2 separate regions of the Gossypium hirsutum genome follow, and region 1 is linked to region 2. The links are chromatin contacts, called in public Hi-C maps. All regions are on one chromosome and are shown on one strand. Each heading gives the region's core, a stretch centred on a gene start, on an enhancer-like site or on the middle of the called end of the contact. The rest is flanking DNA. Distances are from core to core; before and after follow the strand shown.

The links. Hi-C and Micro-C count contacts between places; a contact is called where the count stands out from the background.
Region 1: a contact with region 2 is called in a Hi-C map of leaf, with 1.8 times the contacts expected there. The contact joins the promoter of LOC107918261 here to the promoter of LOC107920694 in region 2. A contact is called at or near these places in 3 of 34 Hi-C or Micro-C datasets (leaf and petal).

The regions. Positions count from the first base shown.
Region 1 is chrD08:8,110,996-8,116,126 of Gossypium_hirsutum_v2.1, forward strand. It overlaps LOC107918261 (E3 ubiquitin-protein ligase AIRP2), which reads left to right and starts at 1,717. Exons shown (of 7, transcript XR_005917462.1): 1 at 1,717-1,855; 2 at 2,074-2,174; 3 at 2,752-2,974; 4 at 3,090-3,169; 5 at 4,253-4,403; 6 at 4,485-4,551.
Region 2 is chrD08:7,829,651-7,834,785 of Gossypium_hirsutum_v2.1, forward strand. LOC107920694 (ras-related protein RABD2a) reads right to left here and starts at 3,253. Exons shown (of 8, transcript XM_016850516.2): 1 at 2,890-3,253; 2 at 2,004-2,076; 3 at 1,601-1,648; 4 at 1,456-1,503; 5 at 1,108-1,179; 6 at 818-973; 7 at 601-704. The coding sequence starts at 2,903.

The DNA of each region.
Region 1 (5,131 bases), core at 467-2,966, 280 kb after region 2:
TAAGAAGCGCCGCTAATGTTCAGGGCTTTAGCGGCATTTTTTAAGAAGCGCCGCTAATGCTCAGGGATTTAGCGGCGTTTTTTAAGAAGCGCCGCTAATGCTCTGATTTATCATATTAAATAGTTTTTTGGGTTTTATTTAAAGTTTTTTGGGTGCATTACTGAGTGTTTTTTAATTTACATATTAAATAAATTTTTATATAATTTTAAAAGAAATTTATCAATATAGTTTAAGGTTTTTGGTTTAGGGTATATGGATTAGAGTTTAAGGTAAAGGGGTTACTATTTTAAGGTTTTTGCAGATTTTTGTTAGTGGTTTGGATTCTAGTGTTTCTGTAACACCTTACTATTTTCTTCTTCCTATGGATACCATTACAGCTTGCAGTTGAATGTTTCTTTTAGGTATTTCTGCCTCCAATTCGCCTTCTATTTATTGATTGAATTTTTTTAAAATTGTTAGGTTTGGACATTGGTGCTAGGGAAAAGCAAGGAAATCCTAAAGTTGTTGATTGATTCAAGGTTCCAAAAGTAAAAATCAATTGCATTGCGGCATCTGTTGATGTGGATGAGGAGTTTGAATCTTCTGGAGTTGAAGAAACTAGGAGTAGTACTGTTACAACTAGGAGTTTGAATCTTTAGAAATATCTTTAAGATTAATGAACTATACTAAATGCGGTCACAAAACTTATGGAGGACAGTTATAAAGGTTGGGGTTTAAGGGTTAGGGGTTAAGGGTTTACGATTTATGTTTTATGATTTAGGATTTAGCGGATAGAGGTTAGGGGTTTAGGGTTTACATTAATTAGTGTTTTTAATTTATATATTAAATAATTTCTTATATAATTGTAAAAGAGATAATATTAATTTTAATATATTAAAATTATGATTATAGTTTAAATTATTTAAGAGCTTAATAGAAAAACTTTATATATATTAGCTGGTTTAGGACTTAAGGTTTACTTGAGATTTGTTAAATGATAAAAAATTATACAATTAATTAATGCTTTTATATTTAAAAATATTTAATCTAAACCATTTGATATATTTAAATATTAGATTTAACAAAAAACATTGATAAATAAATAAAAAAAGTAACAGATTGATATGTAGATGTAACTATCTATTTTGGATAGGACCAAATTATAACAAATAAAAATGAAATACAAAAACTAAAATCATTCCACATCGAACATCTAGCATAATAGTCATATTTTAGTTAGGAATAAATATCTCTAATAAAATGGAGATTAAATAGGAAAAGAATAATATAAAATCATGATGAACATTTCAATATTTAATAGAAATCGTGATTAACATTGGATAATTCTAACATAATAATTAATTGTAGCCATTTAATCATTTGTTTTCTTATTAAAATATGCATAATAGTTATATTTTAGTTAAGAATAAATATCTCTAAATAAAATGGAGATTAAATCGGAAAAGAATAATATAAAATCGTGATTAACATTTCAATATTTAATAGAAATCGTGATTAACATTGGATAATTCTAACTTAATAATTAATTGTAGCCATTTAATCATTTAAACATTTCAATATTTATTTTGAGAGTACTTAATTATTTTATAAAAATTCAATTTATAAAAAATAGTAATAAAAAATATTTTACAAAATCACTTAACTAAAAAATTTTAGTAAACAAAATAAAATATTTTTAGTAGAGCAAAACGACGTCGTTCTATTTAAAATAAAATAATTTTTTATAGCGTTTTTGGAAAAAACGCTGCAATAGATAAACAATAGCGGCGTTCTCACTCCCAAAAATTGATTTTTGGTTACCCGCTCATTACTCTTCTTCTCATCTCAGTCGTGCGCCCTAAATCCCCAAAGAAAAGTTTGTTTTTCTTCAGCTGAAATCCCCCAAATTTCTCATTTCCAGCAACACCAGTCAATACACCTACACCAATCACACTTCTTTTTCCTTTTCATTTCACTGCACTGAATTCAGTCACCATAGCTACTCCTTTTCTTTCGATCTGTTAGGGTTTCTTTTAATTTTAGGCTTTCAATAGAGTTTCCTTTTAATTTTACTGGTGATTTCTATGGTGACAGAAACCTTAGATGAGAAGAAATCGGAGGAAGAGGAGTTGAAAGATAAAGGAAACGAAGAGGGGGAGTAAGGCTGTTCGCTGAAATAAAGAGATAAAAAAAAGGTTGAAGAAGGTGAAGAATCTCTGTTTCAGTTTCTTTTTCTGTCTTTGCTTAAAAAAAATCTTTTTTCTTCTTCTTTTTTTTTGTTGTGTAAATAAGCGTATTGCCATAAATCATGTTTGTTTGCAAATTTGTAATATGACTTTAGGGACTGTTAATGTTATGTAAATTCTTATCGAATACTTTTTCTTGGGTAATGTTTTAGGGTTTATTAAATTTGTAATACTTTTCAGACACAATGTATATGCAGTTTCGAAAAGTGAGATGATTCCCCTCCCAAATTCATCTGTTAACCCAAGCATTGCGGACTTTAAGAAAGAGAACAGGTCTTCTTCTATTCTGTTAAAGAACTACGTCTACTGCTAGAGAGTCATTGTTTTGCAGAAAGATGTTCTATTCTATTATGTTCTGTTGTGTGAAAAGTAGAAAATTGTCTGTATGTGATAGAGTCTCGTTTGTGTTTGTTTTTAACCCAGGTAGTCTCGTTTGTGTTTGTTTTTAACCCAGGTGCTTTTATTCTGCTATACATTTTACACATATGGTTTGTAATTTGATATTTGCTGTTTCATTTTTGTTTAGGTACAAGAAGCTCCTAAGCTCAGTGGATCTTACAAAGGACTTCTTTTTCAGCTATTCATACAATGTTATGTGTAGTCTTCAAAAGAACTTGTATAATAATGAACCAGGTGAGGTTCTTTATGAGACCATGTTTGTTTGGAATGAGTTCCTGACCTGAGGAATCCGCAATCACCTCAAGAATACTCTATGGACAGTTGCCTTAGTGTATGGCTTCTTTAAGCAGGTTAAGGATGGATACTTGGCTAATTTTTTTTATTCATTTTTGCTGTGCTCAATGGATGGATGGTTATAATTTCTTTCTAAGCTTTATAGTTTGATATTAGGGTCTGTGAATGTAGGCATCCTTTTCTATATCTGGAAGGAGTTTCAAACTTTTGCTCATTGCAAGACGATCCCGTCACTATGAACTTGCGAAGAGGTAATCACTTAGGAATAGTTAAAAAAGACGCAAGTATTGAACTAGTGACTGGAGCACATATATGTGAATGAATTAGATTTTAAATTTGTTGTTACAGGATATGCTTTGTAGTAATCTTTGAAATAATTTGCCTTGAAATTATATTTTTTCAACTTAATTTATCTAGGCATGAAAGTCTTCAAAATTATCATAGCTTTTCTTTTCTGTTGATTCAAACTGTTCATTTGAACTCTTTTTTTTTGTTTATATATATACTGTTTTTAATAAAATTATCATAGCTTCTCCCCTAAAATCTTGCTCTAAGATTTTGTCGTTTATCTTTCTCCATCTAGATTTTGATTGAGCTCTCTCTTCTTTCGTCTTGTAAGTCAAAAAGTCTTCTCATTTTTCTTTTGTTTTTTTTTTCAGTGTGATTTGATGGAAGATCAAATGTGATCGATGATTCTGTGTATGCGTGTGTTTTGGGGGGAAATTTAGTGTTTTTTGATTGATTCAAGCCATTTTATGATCTGGGTGTTGCTTAATTTTCTTAGATCTGTTCTAAAATGTGAGGAAATTTCATGTCTTGGTTTTGCTCTTTTAGCTGTTACTTTGGCTACAGTTTTTTGCTTGTTAATTGGATCCGGATCTCTCTTTCTCCTAATATATGAACGAAATGGGATTTAATAATAGAAATAATAGAAAAATAATAGAAACGTGATTTTGATGAAAATAATACCTTTTTGATATAGTACCTTTTTGATGAAGTTATATCTTCCAGCTTATTTTAAGTGAGTAATGCATTTAATATTTCTAGTTAAATGATAGATTGAGTTCAATTTCTTTATCTGGCACTTATTTTCCCCAATTGGACACTATATTTCTTAATTATGAGTGCCATTTTTTTATATAATCTTTTATTTTGGTAATGTTAAAATAGAGTAACAAAACAGTGCAATGTTTCTTTTCAGAGATTGCATGTTTGTGAGGATAATTTTTGTTATCTTTATAGATTTTTTATCTTTTTTTTTTATCCATCTAACTTCACGTTAATTATGTTCTTCTCATCCTGTGTAAATGGCCATCATGTAATGCAAGGTGCAGGGCTTCTGATTTTTCGAGGGAATATGACGGTGAATGCCTTCAAATGAGAATGTCATACAGTCCGGCTACACACCTCTTTCTATTCTTGGTGCAGTGGACTGACTATCACCTTCCAAGTGCACTCGGGCTGTTAAGAATCTTAATTTACAAGGTTATATTTTGTTGCTTCATGTTTATCTCTTGATTTAATAGTGAAAATTAGTTGTTTCTTCATCGTTATCATATCATGCAGGTTTATGTTGACGGTACTACCACCATGTCTACACATGAAAGGAAAGCAAGCATAAGAGAGTTCTATGGTATCTTTTCTCAATTTGTATGTTTTGTTACACTTAAAAACTATAGTTCTTATTTCGAGCTATTCTTCCAGTTTAGTTTGATGAACCAAAGCTATAAAAATAATAGAAAAATAATAATAACGTGATTTTGATTGCATTTGGATGGTTTAATAATACTACCACCACTAATTTCACCGTCAGATCTGTTTTTAAGGTTCCCTATTTCTTCTTCCCTTATTTTATTTATAATTCATCAGCAATTTGCTTTAAAATTTGATCTGTCTTGCTGGGTTTTTGTGCTGTGTCTTTGCAGAGTATCTATCTTATTTTATGTATATGATTTTTAGTTGTTCTCATGTTTTTTTTACAGGATTTATAGCGAGTTTGTTGATGTATATGATGGCTTTGTGCTTTTTTTTTTTACAAATATAATCTCTTCTGTTGATGAATGGAATTTCAAAACTAGTATTGATTACTGTATGAACTGCAGATTGTTTTGACTCATGAACATGCTGATTCATGGTGTTTTTTTAATTATTCATGGGGTCATTGATCATAGCCTACAAATTGCTTGTTATGCTGATTCATTATCAAGACATCT
Region 2 (5,135 bases), core at 2,003-4,502:
AGAGCAATTAAAAAGAGCTAAGCGTAACCAACGATCAGTAGGAACCAAGACTTTGCGGTTAAATTTCAGAGAACTGAGTTTATAGATCTATACTTTCTTGTATAAGAGTGAGCAATAAAGCAAAACAGCCTAGAAATGCCATTCAACTGCACATAGCTCTCCAGACCACAATGACTTTTTACTCTAATTGTATTATTATTCAAATAACTGATATTACTAGACTTTGCAATTGACCGAAATGGGTTAGTTTTAAGTCTACTCAACTTGGATTTTAAAAATTCAGTATCATTTCATGCTCAGGTCAGTTTTTGAGTTCAGGTTGTTTCGGTTTCAGGTCATTTTGGATCTAAGTCATTTCGGGTTTTGCCATTCGAGTTCAAATAGTTTTGGGTTATTTATTTAGGTTATTCAAGTTTGGATCATTTTGGATTTGACTTATTTCGGGCTCAAGTTAAACGGGTTCAAGTTGTTGACTTTTTATTATCAACTTAGGTTAGATCAAGTTTAAATTTGAGTTAATTATTCTGAATTTTCAAGTTCATGTCAAAATTGACAGGTGCAGATATTACTAAAACTGTTTAGGAAAAAGAATACAGGTACCTGTCCTTGATGGAAGCAGCCATGGCCATGAAAGCCTGTTCCACATTAGTTGAATCTTTTGCACTAGTTTCCATAAAAGGTATGCCAACTTCATCTGCAAGTGCCTGAAAAAAGAAAAGTAGCAATATGGAGAAAGGGATGGAGCAATGGATATGCAGTATAACACCAAAAATTACAATTTGATAATCACGCAGCTCTTCCTAAAAATAGCAAGTACCTTGCCTGTTTCGTATGACACAACTTTATTCGCTGTAAGATCACACTTGTTTCCAACCAGTATTTTGTTAACATTATCACTAGCATAGCGATCAATTTCACTCAGCCATTGCCTAACGTTATTGAAGCTTTCTTGGTCTGTCACATCATAAACAATCTAATACAGGAGCAAACAGCAAAAGGGAAATGAAAAGAAGGAATAAAAAAAGTTTAAGAGAAGCATACATAAGAATTGGAAAAACCAAAAAAGGAACCGCAATGAGAAAATCTAGAAAGGAAAAGAACACTCACTATTATGCCATGAGCCCCACGGTAGTAGCTGCTAGTAATTGTCCTAAATCTTTCTTGACCAGCAGTGTCCCACTGTACATTGAATCAAGAGCAAATTAACTAGTTAATCATCAAGAAGCTTTAATGCCAAGAATGCCAAGTGTCAAGGATTATGAGCAATTTTGTGGGACTAAATTAATAAAATGGGAATATACAAATGGAAAAAAAAAACAGCCAATAAAGAGAAGCAGATGAGGAGACAACTCATTCTACAATAAGGAATATTACCTTGATGACCTAGGATAGAAAATATTCAAAGAAATGAAATTAAATAAAAAAGGAATAGCAGTACAAAATGAAAAAACATACAATTTGAAGTTTAATGGTCTTCCCATCCTGCTCCACAGTGCGTATTTTCTACCAAGAATAGAAAGCAAGAAGACAAGAAATTAGAATAATTGCTATAAATTTTGGCACTTAAAAGTCAAGCTAACACTAAGGACTGTGTACTCACAAAATCAACCCCAATGGTGCTTATGTAACTTTCTACATATGAATCATCCTGCATTAAATAAATTACATAATGATCAGTTTCAAGATTTAGTCCCGCATAACCATCTGAAAATATCTGGAGACTTGATATTTCCAATATAAAAAAAATATATAATTCAGCTACCAAAATTGTCCTCCATTGAAATCATAACAATATTTCACCATGTGAAGTACATATTTTATTCTCACTATGCATTATATAAGCAATGGAACATTTAAATCAATTATTACTCATTAGTACAATCCATAACATCAAAAGTGAATATAAAAATAAAGGTGCTCATACAAATATCTTGAATGTGCAACAAAACTCTAAAAAGTTAAGAGATTTAATCTCAAATGCCAATTTAAGTCAAGAAACTTACAGCAAATCTCAAAAGAAGGCAAGATTTTCCAACACCGGAATCTCCAATAAGAAGTAGCTTGAAAAGATAGTCACTGCAAAAGTGTGCAACGACAGATAATGTTAACATACTTCTCAATGATGTAAGAACATGATATCTCCAATTATACCACGCATAACAAAGAGTTGATTTCCATAAACGAGGCAAAACACACAACACAAAGAGACTATTTCAGAAACCAAAACTAAAGTTGATATTGTCAGCAATAAAAACTCAAACACCAAATTATTTCCCAAAGATCAACCCAAACAATTCCACGTCATCGACAGTTGAATTCTTAATTTTGTTGGTGCATCAATATAAAATTCATTTCAATTCCATTCAAGTTAGAGCAAGTGAGCACATGTTTCCTACATCACCCTTGAAAAGGTAAATCAATGGACACTTTTTCGAGTTAGATTTGCTTCTTCATCACAAATAATCGATTTGGCAAAGACATCAGAACTTACAGTATATCTTAATACTATTTAAAATCCATTTCAAACCAAAATCCATTTAATTTTTTTTATACCATATAGATACTACAAAGGAAGGGCGTGAATAATTGAAGAACGCATCAAAGCTCGCATCTTTTCCTCCTTTTTTTTTCACTAAATCCCAGAGAGAAATCCCAGTTGGAAATAAGATAACTTTAGAAACAAATACAGACGAGAAAAGAAAATCCCAATTCCATCAACAGATCTAAGAGCAAAACCTAGCGACTTTCAACACCGAGAATTATAGTTTCTTACAAAAATTTCGAGCGTCATCGCACCACCAAGAAGAAAAATAACGTCACGAAATAAGAAAACAGCGCAAAAAAAAGAGTTAAAAATACTACTAAAATAAAAATAAAGAGAGAACTTACTATTCGGGATTCATGGTAGGCTGAAGAAAGTGGAAAGATCGAAGGATGAGATCGTCGAACTCGAAATGAAACTTCCGGCTATAGATCACAAAGATCTGACACCGTTTTGCCGGAAAAAGTCGGCTGGAGTAAGAAGAAGAAGAAGAAGAAGAAGAAAAAGAAGAAGAAAGATAAAAAGGGGGAAAAAGCAGAGATGAGAAGACACGCAAACGCAAGAGGCTGGGAGTCAGAAGCCTGAAGCAGAGAGAGTCTATTTAAAATTGAAGTAAACGGCAATTCTTCGTTTGGTTCTAAGGAACTCTTTGGATCTGGGTCTGGCATCGATTGAACTGGGCCATTGACGGTTACTCAAAAAACAAACAATAATGGGTCTGATCAAGCTCCAGTGTTTGTTTTTGGGGCTGGGCTTTGTGGCTCACTTTATTACTGTTTAAGAAAAATGCAACGGGGGATTTGAATTTTTTTCTTTTTTAAAGGTAAAAAATTATAAATAAATAAATTTCCTTTGCAATTTGTTTCTCCAAAAAAAAAATCATCAAGGACTAGTTTTTCTTTCCTTTTTTCTTAAATTTTTTCTAAAATATTATTTTATTATTTTATTATATTTATTGTCACATAACACACAAAATTAAAGAATCTAAGAAGTGATTTCACTCAATACCCCTAAACCCTAAACCTTATAATCCAAACTTCCCAATTGCACAAAATTATTCTTTGAAAAGTCCTTGCAATTGATTGAAAACCCCAAGAATAATTCTCAGTAAAAAAACAATTTATTGAAAATTCAATGATTTCGAGAAACATAGGTTCAGATGTATGGAGTAAACTTATCGATTTAGGATTTAGTAATCTCTTGATTGTAGGCTCACTTTTATACTTTTTTTCCCATTTTTAGTCTTTAAAAAATTGATTGAAAACCCATTTTAATGTCATCTTTCACCAATTTACAATGCTTAGGGTGAGTTTGGATGGGCGGTGCATTGAACTATGGTTAATGTAAAAACATTGGTGGTGGTGATATTAGATACTGTAGTGATACTGTAATGTGTGACAAAAAATAAGCTAAATGCATTGCACCATACCCCACCACCCATCTAAACCTACCCATAATTGGCACAAAATTCTTACCTTCCATTATGATGATATATGCCACCAAAAATACTAACGCATTATCAAGGTTTAATTTCCTTATTGTTCTTTTCAATTATTTGTTATTATTAATCATTTATTATAAAAACTCAGTTGTAATGGTCACTGATATTGAGGGTACAAATTTGGCAAAGATTGAATAATGTTGGCCATTGGCATATGCCTCTCTAAGTGTCAATGCAAGGATAATGCTAACGCTTAGTTTGGTTCAATGTAATGGCAAAGCTATTACAGGACGGTTCTAATTTCTATAGTAAAGTAGAGGTTCGATTCATTGGAATGCTTAAAACGCCGAATGGTGATTACAACTTCATTCCGAAAATCGTTGAATAGCCATTTAGGGGAGGAGGTGTCGAATTGGCTATTCTAGCCTCTCCATCGAATGACCTTCTTTTCCCTTCCGAAAACACCCTCACACTAAAATTTCTAAACGATTTCACTTTTTTTTTCTTTAGCCATCAACAATCTTTTGCTCAAATCAACCTGAAAGGAAGCAAATCAACTTGAAGGCCAAAGACCTACACTTCGTTTACCACTCCTAAGCGATTCCAACCCATTACTAGAATCGCCTGGTGCTCAGTAAGGCCATACTTGTTTTGATGGTAAATTTTTTTTCTTTCTCTTGAATAGAGAAGTAAATCAATGGCTTATAGTCGTATTCATTCAAGAAGTTATCCATTATCTACATGGTCCAAAAACAAGGCTGATAAATTGAAACTTTCAAGTTTCATTTTCCTTTTCCAGGTTGCCATCTTATTTTACTGAACATTTATAAATGAAAAAGGTTGAATTTTTTTCATTAGGTCATGGGTTTTCAATTTGCAAAACTCCTTATGTTAAATGTTCACAAAAGCTAGGTGAACAACCACTGGGCATTTCCAGAGTTGAAGTGGGTCTCATTTAAAAGATTGAATTCAATTTATCAAAATCTTGAATTAGAAGCCCAAAGTTACTAAATTTTTGAGGGTGCAGGAAACCAGTGAAAATGGTTGGAAAGAAAGAGCATCACTTGTGGAAGAAAAGAGATTTAGCTAACTCTGGACAAAAGGCACTCAATCTTGTTAGAATTGTAAGTTTAATTTGCTTATTTGTTCTAT